3 separate regions of the Mus musculus genome follow, and all the other regions are linked to region 2. A link is a contact called in public promoter capture Hi-C data. All regions are on one chromosome and are shown on one strand. The core of a region is the stretch at or near the end of the contact, and the rest is flanking DNA. Distances in the headings are between cores, read along the strand shown.

Region 1 (3,835 bases), core at 1,169-3,668, 1.0 Mb before region 2:
AGTAGATCTGTGAGATAAGTGCGTGTTTTGCTGTACGAGGCTCTCCAAATGATGCTGTTATATCAAACCACGGCTTCACTCAATGACTACCAACTAAGATATCCCACGTCTCTAAGCCTGAGGATTGAATAGTCATATATAAGTAAAAAGAATAATTTACCTGGTGGAGAGGATGCATGGGACGGGTCCCCATAGTGTCCGTAGTGAGGGGGAGAGATACCCATTCCAGGCTGGGACTGAGAATAAGGGGGTGTCGCCACATAGCCTTGTTGGCTCATGATGAAAATATCATTCCAAAGAAGAGCTACTGCAGAATAACCCTGCAGAAGTAAAGGCGAGAAGTTAGCAAGAGGATTTTAGATATCAAATGCTACTAAAAATAGAAACGCAATCAAGAAACATATCAGATGTCTTGAAGAAAAGTAAGTGTGTCCATTCTGGAAATAATCTTCATTTTATACAACACTCTTATCATAGTTATTATCCCCTGAATATGGCTTAAGACATCTCTTAGGAATCCAGTAATGTCATTTCGGGGGTCCCAGGAAATTTCACAGGCACAGATCTGAATAGTAATTGCTACCACGTTTCCCCTGGATGCCTGAATTGCTTTGAACAGTCTCTCATTAGTATTCCTACAACTCTGCATCTTGGTTTCCATGGTCACATTTTGAGAGCGCACCATGCCGTTCAACTGACTGACCACCATGATTACAAGCAGTCTGATGCTTCACAACCTGGATCTTCCTGGTGCCTTCTAATTAGTCTACTTAATCTGTACTTAAGACAAGGAAAAGCCATAGTCCAACAAATATAACCTGAGATAGACATGATGATAGTCTTTGTGAGTCATAATGGGACAAGCCAGTGGCAGCTCCAACCATCTCCGTCCAAGATGCTAGGGCTTCTCTCTAACTTAGATGACGTCACACCTCTAAGAACATAGGCACCTATATTTAAGGAGCTAAAAAAAAAGCCTTTCATATGTGGGTAGTCATAAACAATCACAAATATAACAGTCCCATCTTGACTCTATTCAGAGCCCAAATGCCAATTAGCTTTACACTTTATGTTTCCATGTTTTGCTAAAACAGATATCTCCTAGAGAGGTTTTTAAAAGATACTTTTGTTTATTTGGTTGGTTGGTTTCTGCAGAGACAAGGTTTCCCTTGTAGTCCTTGCTGTCCTGAACTTACTCTGTAGACCAGGCTAGCCTCGAACTCAAAGAGATCTGCCTGCCTCTGACTCCCCAATGCTGGGATTAAAGGTGTGTGCCACCATGTCTGGCTTTCAAAAAAACATTTGTTACAAGACAGGAGGTGCTCTGAAGCCTGGCAAAAGAATTATGATTTGTTTCCTATCTGCCCATGCAAAGCTTTGTGACACAGTAAACTGAAGAGGTTCTTTGGGCCTCAGTTTTCTGTTTTAGAAAATGAAGTGTCCAAAAGCCATATTAGTTGTGAAACCCTGATTCTCTAGTTTCTTTCCAGTTTCTCCATCAAGCATTTGGGTACCTCTCCTTTCTTTCTCGTTGCTGCGGTTTAAGGTAGTGGTTTAAGGTAAAGATTAGTAATACCTTCTAAGTAAGACGTGGGATCTCTTTATTCTGGAAATGGCATGCAAATTTCAAACGTGAAGACTAACATCCATGATTTAGCTTTGTTTTCATATTAAACCTTCAGCTTCCGAGTAGCAACCATGAGTATGATGAGGTCACTGTCTTGCTAACGGAGGACAGAAAGGCAGACAAAGGTCTCTAGTTCACTGTGTTCCTGACAACACTTTCCCTCCTCCCACTGCGCCTAGAGAGACGTGGCAGTCGCTTGGCCCCGTGCAGCCCAGAGCCTTCAGAAGACCGCACCGGCGCACCCACGCAGCAGCTGCGGAAGGGGAGCGGGACAGCGATGCTCACAGCAGGGGACTGGAAGCCGCCCAGCCCTCTTCCCTGGTCCTGGGAGGAATTCGCTTCCTCACCCTTCTCTGCCACGTCAAACTTCCTCACCCAGTACACCAAGTTGCAGAAACCTGACTCAGCTGCAAGCGGCGACATGGCAGAGAGCCACTTGGCACAAACCGGCCTCGAATCCAAACCCCGAGCGCTCGGATTCTACAAAGACACCCTTCCCCTTCCACTGTCACCCGGGACAAGTTCGCGTTTCCCTCTAATGATGTCCCGGAGCTGAACACTGTAGTTGCCATTTTCCCTCGGAATATTTCCAGCCCTCTCCTCCTCCGGGAACCAGAGAGCCAAGTTGATGGGGAGTCGCGGTGCAGCCGCGTGTGGACGCTCCGCACCCTCAGCCCGAACCTGCTGTACCTGTGGCTCCCCTTCCTCCCCACCCTCCTCCCTGCGCCCTGCGCCCCGCGTCTGCCGTACCTGCTCTGCACGCTCCGCGCCCCGCGCCGCCGCCGCCGAGTCGCTCTGGGTTGCTAGTGCCACGTCAGGCGCCCGGGCGCGCGCGCGTGCTGGACCCGCTCGCTCCCGCGGCGCGCCCTGGCGGGGGCGGGGCCGCACCTCCCACTGCGGTCTCGCGCCTCTTTCCGGGTCTTTTCCTCTAAGCTTTTCCTTCGCGAGGCCCCGCCTCCTCCAATTTGTCAAAGATCCTCCGGAGCCGGTGGCAGGGGACTTGGGTGGGGTGAGGAGGGCGCGCTCTGGGTTCAACAGGTGGCACTGAATCGCTGCGCTGCGCTCGCCTTACTGGAAGCGACGCGTGTCGGGGAGTGCTCAGTGGCCAGAGGAATCTGGCGCGTGGACAGACAATTTGATGACGTCTTCCAGCACAACCACAGAAGGAAGGAAGGCCCACGACAGCCTGGTTCTGTGTGAAACGAGACGCTCAGCTGAGGTGTCCTCAAGGAAGCAAAGGGTTGCAGGACCTCCGTGGGCTTGCCCACTTAACTGGGTGTGCCCCACCCACAAACAGGAACTGGCCTGTGTCAAAGGTAGATAACTTTTAGCTCACCTTTGGACAGAAACAGTTGAGAAACACCTATTTGGCCCTAAAATCAGGACCAATAGGCCACACTCCAAAAATGTCTCACTATCAGAGAGAAAGTATGAGTTCAGTCCGCAGCCGAGCTGCGAGTTTGGGGAATCTATGAAAGTTTTATGAAATAAAAGCAGCCTAGTGATTTTGCCCTCACTGTGTGCCTCCTTCTGAGGAACCAGAAATAAAAGCTCCCTAAAGCTTGACTAATCAAAAGCTACCTGAGTAACTTTTCCTGTTGCTGTGATAAAATACTCTGGCAACCACAACTAAAAGGAGAAAATGTTTATTTTGGTCCACAGTTCAAGGGAGTAATCCATCTTGATGCGGTAGCTTGAGGCAGCTGATCACTATGCGGGCACAGTCAGGAAAGCAGAGAGCAATCAGTGCTTGTGTCTGGCTCTTTTTATGCAGTCCAGGATGCCAGTCCAGGGAATGATGTCCCACACACTGGGCGGGTCTTCTCAGCTCAATCCATCTATGCTCAATATAGATCCTCTCAGACCTGCCAGGTCTTCTTTTAGAATTATCATTATCAAGACATGTTGTTGTTGTTGTTTGAGACAGGGTTTCTCTTTGTAGCCTTTGCTGTCCTGGAACTCACTCTCTAGACCAGGCTGGCCTCAAACTCAGCAATCCACCTGCTTCTGCCTCCCAAGTGCTAGGATTAAGGACATGAGCCACCATCACCCACAGTATTAGGAATTTTGAGGCAACTGTGTCAACTGTTTATCACTAAAAAAGAAACCAATTTAAAGGGTAATAATTTGCATTGTCTCAGTCTCTAAGGTTTCAGTCCTAAGTCATCTTGCTGAACTGCTATAGGTGTCTGAAGATGCAAAGCATCG
Region 2 (4,006 bases), core at 1,030-3,529:
GACCCTCCTCCTGAGTGCTGGGATCAAAGGCCTGGCCACCATACCCAGCTTAAAAAGTCAATTGTTTACAAAGTGCAACAGGATAGAAAAAACATCTCCCACATAGTATGCAAGGGTTAGTAATATCCTTTCTATGCAGCCTGTTTCTAATATGTTGAAACACACACACAAGAGAAACAGAAGCGTGTGAACTGAATGAAAAAATGCAATATTTTCCGTCAAAAAACATTGACCGCTTCTCTGATGATGATGGTTGAAAAATGCACTGAAATTCTCAAAGAATAAGAACATTAAAAACAAACAAACGTTGCAAGCTACTGCAGTGTGTTGTGGAGAGATAAGGTGCAAAGGGTACACTGAACCCAGTGCCGGGAGGAGCTACGGCTCTAAGCCAAGATGCAGAGACACCTTTGAGAGAAACAGGCCAAGTGGGCAGTTCAAACAGCGGCCCAACTCAGCTGGAAGCTGAGCACAGGCTGGGCTAGGGAGCTGGTTCCCCAATCTGACCAGTGAAGGCTCTCAACTTACAACGAAGGAGTCCAGGCGCTCTTGTAGAGCCTGCCTCACTAAAAGAGCAGAAGCCCGTCTGTCTCTGACCACTGAGACCGACCTTACAATATGACCTAACTTAGGAAATGTAGCCTTTAACCAGGATTTGTTTACCTTTCTGATGATCCAGTTGATAACAAGCATGTTGTGTGCAGAGTATTTTCATACCCCATCTTTTCCTTACCACAACTACTTGATGAGAGAATATTACTCAAGGTTAAAGTTATAGCCGGGAAAACAGTCTCAAAGTCAAATAGCTCCTAGGTGTAACTGTTTCTTTTTTAAAATGTTTCCATTTATCTTATTTATTTTTTGAGCCAGGACCTCATCACATGGTAGCCCAGGCTGGCCTCGAATTCTACATTCTATTGCCTTAGCCCACTGAGGCTGCGTATTAGAAGAGCCCACCACCATACCCAGCTTATTACTCCCCACACATAATTGCACATCTGTCTTGTTTTGTTGTTTTAAGTAGTATACATGTTCCATATTATCAATACGCCTCTGCAATGAGTTGCACGGTCCATGGAGAACCACTGGCTCAGGAATGGGCCATTAACACAAATATAACACATTTTAATTCTAGATTAATCTGTCACTTCCAACTACACATTAGGTTTTTTGGGGGCGTGGGGGTTGGGGCTGACACTGGGTAGCCCTAGCTGTCCTGGAGTTCAATATACAAACCAGGCTGACCTCGAACTCAGAGATCCTACTGCTATTGCCTCCCTAGGGGCCGGGATTAAAGGCGTGTACCACCTGCCCCTCTTTAATGGTTTTGAAGCAAATACAATGTTAACATCCAGTAAGTTATTTGTCCCAAATCCAAATTCAGTACAATAGAGAAAGCAATGTCAACAATATCAAAGTTAAACCTATTGTTAGTCCATCTACCAAACACTAAACCTTTATCTTTCCTTTACCTTGGCTAAGGGAGAGGGACGGAAGATGAAGACGCGGGGCTGCAGTGGCTCTGTCCAGCCAGACAGGGGACCCGGTGGCCCTCAAGAGTTGTGCGATCAACTCCGACCGGCGGAGGCGCCCCTCGCCCCGCAGTGGCACCTGCCAAGCCGGGATAGTACCCAGCTCACTTCGGTACCTCCGAAGCGGGTCGAGCTCCGGAGAGCCCTGCTTGTCCCCACTTCGAGGAGACCCTCGGCCCCCACCGTGCTCACCTCCTCGCTGTGCGTGGACGGGCACTTTTTTCGCAGGCGGCCCCAGTTGAGCAGGTTCCCGGTCTGCAGGTGCAGGGTGCTGGCCCGCGCCAGGAGCGCCCCGGCCGCGCGGCTGTCGGTGCCCATGGCAGCTGCCGCCGGAGGGGACCGGGTAGCGCCGGAGCCGCGGAGAGATGGCGAGCGGGCGGGCAGGCGGGCGGGCGAGTGGGCAGACGGCTGCCTCGCAGGGCGCGGCGGTGCCCCAGGCCCCAGAGGAGAGCGCGAGGCTGCCGACTCCGCGCGGCCACAGCCCGGTGTGCGCTCGGGCCCGAGGAGGCCGGGCGGCGACGGAGAGGCGGTCCCGGAGGGAGGGAAGGAAGGGAGGGAGGCGCCGGCGCGGACGGTCGCTGCGGCTTCTGCGGCCGCCACCGCCGCCGCCGCTGAAACGAGGGAGCTGTTTCCTGGAAGACAATGACTAAGCAGAAACCTCACCCGAGAAAGTGCTTCGTAACCGTTACTCGTCCCGCGGCGGGCCAGGGGCGGGGCGCAGGCCCGCGGGTGACTGGCCCTCGGCCTGCGGCGGGCGTGGCGCCGGGCGGCCGGGAGCGGGCGGCGCCGCGGGGGAGAACAGCGCGCGGACGTGCGCCCCCTGCCGGCCAGAGCGCGGCGCGCGGCCTACGCCGCCAGCGCCTCGTGAGAGTTGACGGTGCGCCCGGGAGCGCCGCTCAGCCAATGGCCGCCCGCGCTGCGGCCCTGGACACGCCCTCTTCGAGAGGACCGCCGGAGGTCCATCCTCCCAGGCCTTGAGAGCGTGCCTGCTTCTGTGTCTAAGGAGCTGATGCGATGGCGCGAGTGTCTCATTGCCCGCGCCCCGCTCTGTTTTTTAAATTTATTTTTATTTTTTCCTTTTGCTTTGCTTTGCCCAAGAGTCTTTCCCCCAAACTGATCATTCTTCTTCCAGCGTGTTGATTTACCTATTTGCTGGTGCTGTATGAAACCAGAGAGTACAACTTTAATTTTCCCCTTTCAGAAGCCTAATCCTTCGAGAGAAAGGCCTCAGCCCATGAAACATTAAACAATAAAAATACCACGGGGCAGTTAGTTTCCAGGTCAGTTAAGCATAAGGAACAGATGGTAACAGAGAACGTTTTATGATTCACACTTTTACAAGTTGTTCGTGATTCTTCCCCATTCCCACTGGAGATGGCTGGGTATAATAGCAAACTGACCGTTTATTAAAGTTTTACCCAGGAAACAAACTTTTTAACAAACCAGTCAGGTATGTTAGAGCCAGGTGAGATTTTCATTATAAGGCGGCAAAATCTTTTCAAAAGAAACATGAATCTGAGTTGGTAAACTACTAAGAAATAGGAAAGGCTGGAAGATCGTTCCAGAAAAAGTGAGGCTGGTGTTGGGTACATCTTTGTGCACATCCAATGAGCAAGAATCCATGGAGAAGAGGTTTCCCAGGAGCAGCCCCTCACATGGCCTTACTTAAATATAAACAATTGATTCTTCTGATGAATTTTTTATGGTCATTGTTAGACTTTTGATTATATTCTCTTAAAAGTCCATGTAAATATTTGGTTAAAACTTAGTGGTCGCCGGGTGGTGGTGGCACACGCCTTTAATCCCAGCACTTGGGAGGCAGAGGCAGGTGAATCTGTGAATTCATGGCCAGCCTGGTCTACATAGAGAGTCCCAGGACAGCCAGAGCTAGGTAGAGAGACTCTGTCTCAAAACAAACATACAAAAATATTGTTTATTTGTGTGTATGTGTGTTTTCTTCCATGAGTTTATGGGCACCGTTCAGGGCCCCTGGAGGCCACAGGACATCAGATCTGCCGTTGGGTAGGTAGTTGTGATGAGTTACTAAGAGAAGGTATGGTGAGTCCTTAGTTCAGTACTTGGCTTATAATAAATGTTCAGTAAGTGAGAACTACTATTTATGGTGCTGGGGTCGAAGGCTTACACATGCGTTCTGACAGTGGGCATCCCTAGCCCTCAAAATTGTTGTTGTATTCTACTCTCTCCTGTTATAACCTGACTATCACAGGCTGGCACACTCAGGAGTGCACGGAGGACTTCACGTTGTTTCTGAGATGTACATTTGTAGACCCTTTGAGACCACACGTGGTAGCACGCGCCTACAATTCCTCCACTCGGCAGGCTGAGGCAGGATCCTCGGAGGGAGGATCAGGAACCCAGTGTTAGCCTGGGCTGTGGAATGCAAATACCTACTTTAAAACAACCAACGGACAGGTGGGCGGAGGAACCTAAGCGCTGTATTTTAAACTCTTTAC
Region 3 (3,905 bases), core at 1,203-3,702, 1.1 Mb before region 2:
CATGGGGCCCTACTCTCCTAATGAGCTACTGGCTGTATCAACAGATTATGGGCAAGGGACAGTCACTGTTTCTAGTTATGTACCTACTGAGAAGCTCAACAGGCCCCAGCAGATAGTTCCAAACCCACTGTCTTATATATAAGTTAAATATGAGTTAAACTCAGTGGGTCTCAAAACAGAACAAATCTAGATAGACAAATCACCAACCAGCAAACCAAAACAAGTAAATAATCCTATAGACATGAATATGGGTAAGGGACATGTGGGGTGAGCAATAGGGGTCCGGAAAAGACTAGAAGGTGGAGGGTTACAATAATCCAAATGAACTTAATGCATATATAAAACTGTCGAAGAGGAAAATTTTTAAATCATGTTTAAAAGTCACACCTTCTGATGTTGGGAATTAACTTTCATCACATATTTTTGGAAGAAATTAACACATGTAAGAAATGATGGGAAGTGTTCTAAGTATACAATATCTAAGGTATACAATATCTAAGGTATGCAATAGGCAGCTGGATATACAGGTTTGGAGATACCATTCCTCAGGGGCTTGGAGGCAACAGTGCAAATTGTGTGAATCATCAGTCTTTTAAACAAACTGCCTACAAATGGAATTGCTTCCCTAAAGAGTCTGAGTTACATATGGGCTTTGTTTTCATCTCCCTCTTATCCCACTCGCACACACTTGTGATCCTTACCCTGAGATGAACGGATGTACAAACAGGCATGTCAGAATCTACAGGTGTACTGATGCAGTCTAATTTTTTAAAACTTCAGTGGTGGGGAGATTTTAAAAGTCATATCCCTTTGTAAAAAATCCAACAATTCTCTGATGGATCTCATTGACTTCATAAATACTGTGAGATAGTGTGGATCCACTGGTTTTCAGCCCCACTTCATGCAGGAGATCCCAGTTCACATAGTTATTTTAAATGGAGAACATGTATTGGAATAACAGCCTAGAGCTGATGGGACAGAAGGAAGGAGCCGGCATGTTCATATATTTTTTGATCTTTGAGCCTTCATAGACTCCAGAGCTCAGCACAGTACTTGCTATAAGAAATGCTCAGTGAATAAACATCTAGTCCCGGCAGTCATAATTATCAAATAATATAGCTAAGTCTGAAAGAGATATACCTTAACACTATATAGTCAAAATAATTTACAGAAGACTTTTTGAAAATTAACGTTTTTGTCATATAATTCTACTATTATGCAAGGAATTTTTGCTTGATTGTTGTTTTTGAGATGGGGTTTCTCTGTGTAGGTCTGGCTGCCCTGAAATTTGCTCTGTAGACCAGGCTGGCCTCGAACTCAGAGAACTGCCGGCCTCTGTCTCTCGGGTGCTGGAATTAAAGGCATTCGCTACCGCTGCCCGCTCTGTTTGTGTGTTGTTATGAATGACAGGGTTTCACTACGTAACTACCGCTGTTTGCTTGCATTTATTTATTTATTTATTTATTTATTTATTTATTTATATGAATGAATGAATGAATGACAGGGTTTCATTACATAGCCTAGCGCTGCCCGCTCTGTTTGTGTGTTTATGAATGACAGGGTTTCACTACGTAACTACCGCTATGTTTGCTTGCATTTATTTATTTATTTATTTATTTATTTATTTATTTATTTACTACGTAACTACCGCTATGTTTGCTTGCATTTATTTATTTATTTATTTATTTACTACGTAACTACCGCTATGTTTGCTTGCATTTATTTATTTATTTATTTATTTATTTATTTATTTATTTATATAAATGAATGAATGACAGGGTTTCAGCGCTGCCCGCTCTGTTTGTGTGTTTATGAATGACAGGGTTTCACTACGTAACTACCGCTATGTTTGCTTGCATTTATTTATTTATTTGTTTGTTTATTTATTTATATAAATGAGTGAATGACAGGGTTTCATTACATAGCCTAGGCTCCAAACTCCTGGGTCCTCCTGCCTCAGCCCCCCAAGACCCTCTTTCTCTGTTCTTATTTATTTATTTATTTATTTATATAAATAAATGAGTGAATGACAGGGTTTCATTACATAGCCTAGGCTCCAAACTCCTGGGTCCTCCTGCCTCAGCCCCCCAAGACCCTCTTTCTCTGTTCTTTTACAAAAGCTCGCTAACTTGCCAAGGTTACTGAGCGGCGATCCAGTCCTTCACAAGCCGGTCAGTATTGCAGTGAAAGAAACCCACAAGCATCCCTCAAATATTAAAAAGCCAGGACTGGCAGGCGGACAATTGGTTAACGGGAAAAAGAAAAACTTCTTTTATGAGCAGGAAAAACAAAAAACAAAAAAACCGAGCCTAACCCTTCAGGAAAGACTTTAAGCACTAAGAAGATAGCCAAAAGCGGCTCCTCGCCCTCAACCACCACTACATCCCCATTGGGTCTCGTCGTGTGACATCATATCTTCGGCGTCCTGGAGGCGGGACTTCCTGTTCAGGCATAGCCTGTTTCAGGCGCGCCGGAAACTTCCTCCTGAGGGACGTGAAAGTCTCCGGGTCAGAATCTCTGCGGGGCGGGACCCGGTGTTTCCTGGTTTGGCAGGTGGATTTGCATTTTGGCGGGCGCGGAGTCTGTCGGGGTGGTGAGCAGCCGAAGCTGGGGCATGGATAGCCGCCTGCAGGAGATCCGGGAGCGGCAGAAGTTACGGCGGCAGCTCCTAGCTCAGCAGGTGTGCGGCGGGTGGGAGGGAGCATTAGTGCGCGTGCGCGGCCGCCTCTTTTAAAAAAAATTTTTTTTTTTTTTTTTTTTTTTTTTTTTTGGTGAACTCTCACATCAGCATCTGTCAAGGTCTTTGTCCCGGGACTTTTATTCCCTAGTCTACTCGAGTGCCTGTCAGAGTCATTACGTAGAAAACCAACCGCTGCCAGGCTTGGGCTTTCTGTCCCCACCGTGGCGGGCACGGACTTGAGTGGTGGGGGTAGACTTGGGAATTGTCGATGAGTGCAGTGCTAGTAGTTGCTACAAGAGCAAGTGGCAGTTTTAGCCCTTACATTTCACCGTCACTGTTGAAGCAGTGTTTCATGTCTTGCCTTTCTCCCGCGTCAGCTTCAGATTCTTTATTTTTTTTAAGATTAGTTTTTATTTTAAATTATGTGGGGTTTGTCTCTCTGTGTGTATATATATATGTGCACGTGAGCACAGCGCCAGAGGTGTTGGATCTTTCTGGAGCTGGAACTACAGGTAGTTGTGAGCCTCCTGGTGTGGGTGCTTGGGACTTGAACTCAGGTCCTTTGGAAGAGCAGTGCATGTTCTTAATCTTTTCTTGATATTGGTTTTGAAGGAAGTTTGATTATTTTCTTGAGATCCTGTCGAAAGACTCATTGGAAGCCACCTAAGTTAGAGCAAATTTTAGATTCTGCACTTAGAACACAGTCTACCTTCAACCAAACGTTTGAATCCTTACTTGGTAATTTATTAGAGACAGGAGGTGTTACGTTCACTAGTACATTAGGACTAGGTTTCCAAATTTTAACGTTTTTCCCTAGCCAGCCCTCACCAGAGAATTCTCTAAGATTCCTCTCTCTAGAGATTACTTTTCAAACCTTTCGCTTTCATTGAAGCTAGTGAATGAAGATGTGAGTGCTTGCCGTTTAGTAGACCATTCATGCAGGGAATACATACTACAAGTTGTTTTACTTAAAAATCTCAGGCTGTTTTCATTACACCATACAAATCAATATAAGTAATGGAGGGAAATGCTCAAAGCTTGAGTGAGTAAATTTTAGATTTCCAATGAGTCTTTCTCGCCAGGATCTCAAGAAAATAATACAAACTTCCTTCGACACCAGTCTCGAGAATGTGAAGGTGGGCTAGAGAGAGAGGTGGCTCAGTGGTTAAGGTAGAGCGCTGTCATTTCTCATTGCTAAATCTTGGGTTCCTCAAAGAACTTTCTG

Evidence for each region. Capture Hi-C pulls out chosen DNA fragments and counts their contacts.
Region 1: a promoter capture Hi-C map of liver shows a contact between it and region 2, with 2.0 times the contacts expected there. The contact joins the promoter of Sec24d here to the promoter of Gclm in region 2. A contact is called at or near these places in 2 of 9 other capture datasets (adipose tissue and liver).
Region 3: a contact with region 2 is called in a promoter capture Hi-C map of adipose tissue, with 2.6 times the contacts expected there. The contact joins the promoter of Mettl14 here to the promoter of Gclm in region 2. A contact is called at or near these places in 1 of 39 promoter capture datasets (pre-B cells) and 3 of 9 other capture datasets (adipose tissue, embryonic stem cells and liver).

Annotation. Positions count from the first base shown.
Region 1 is chr3:123,266,079-123,269,913 of GRCm38.p6, reverse strand. It overlaps Sec24d (Sec24 related gene family, member D (S. cerevisiae)), which reads right to left and starts at 2,418. Exons shown (of 23, transcript NM_027135.2): 1 at 2,378-2,418; 2 at 161-320. The coding sequence starts at 278.
Region 2 is chr3:122,243,830-122,247,835 of GRCm38.p6, reverse strand. It overlaps Gclm (glutamate-cysteine ligase, modifier subunit), which reads right to left and starts at 2,279. Exons shown (of 7, transcript NM_008129.4): 1 at 1,725-2,279. The coding sequence starts at 1,850. Gm46822 (a long non-coding RNA gene) reads left to right here and starts at 3,464. Exons shown (of 6, transcript XR_001783970.1): 1 at 3,464-3,965.
Region 3 is chr3:123,384,537-123,388,441 of GRCm38.p6, reverse strand. It overlaps Mettl14 (methyltransferase like 14), which reads left to right and starts at 2,452. Exons shown (of 11, transcript NM_201638.2): 1 at 2,452-2,680. The coding sequence starts at 2,615.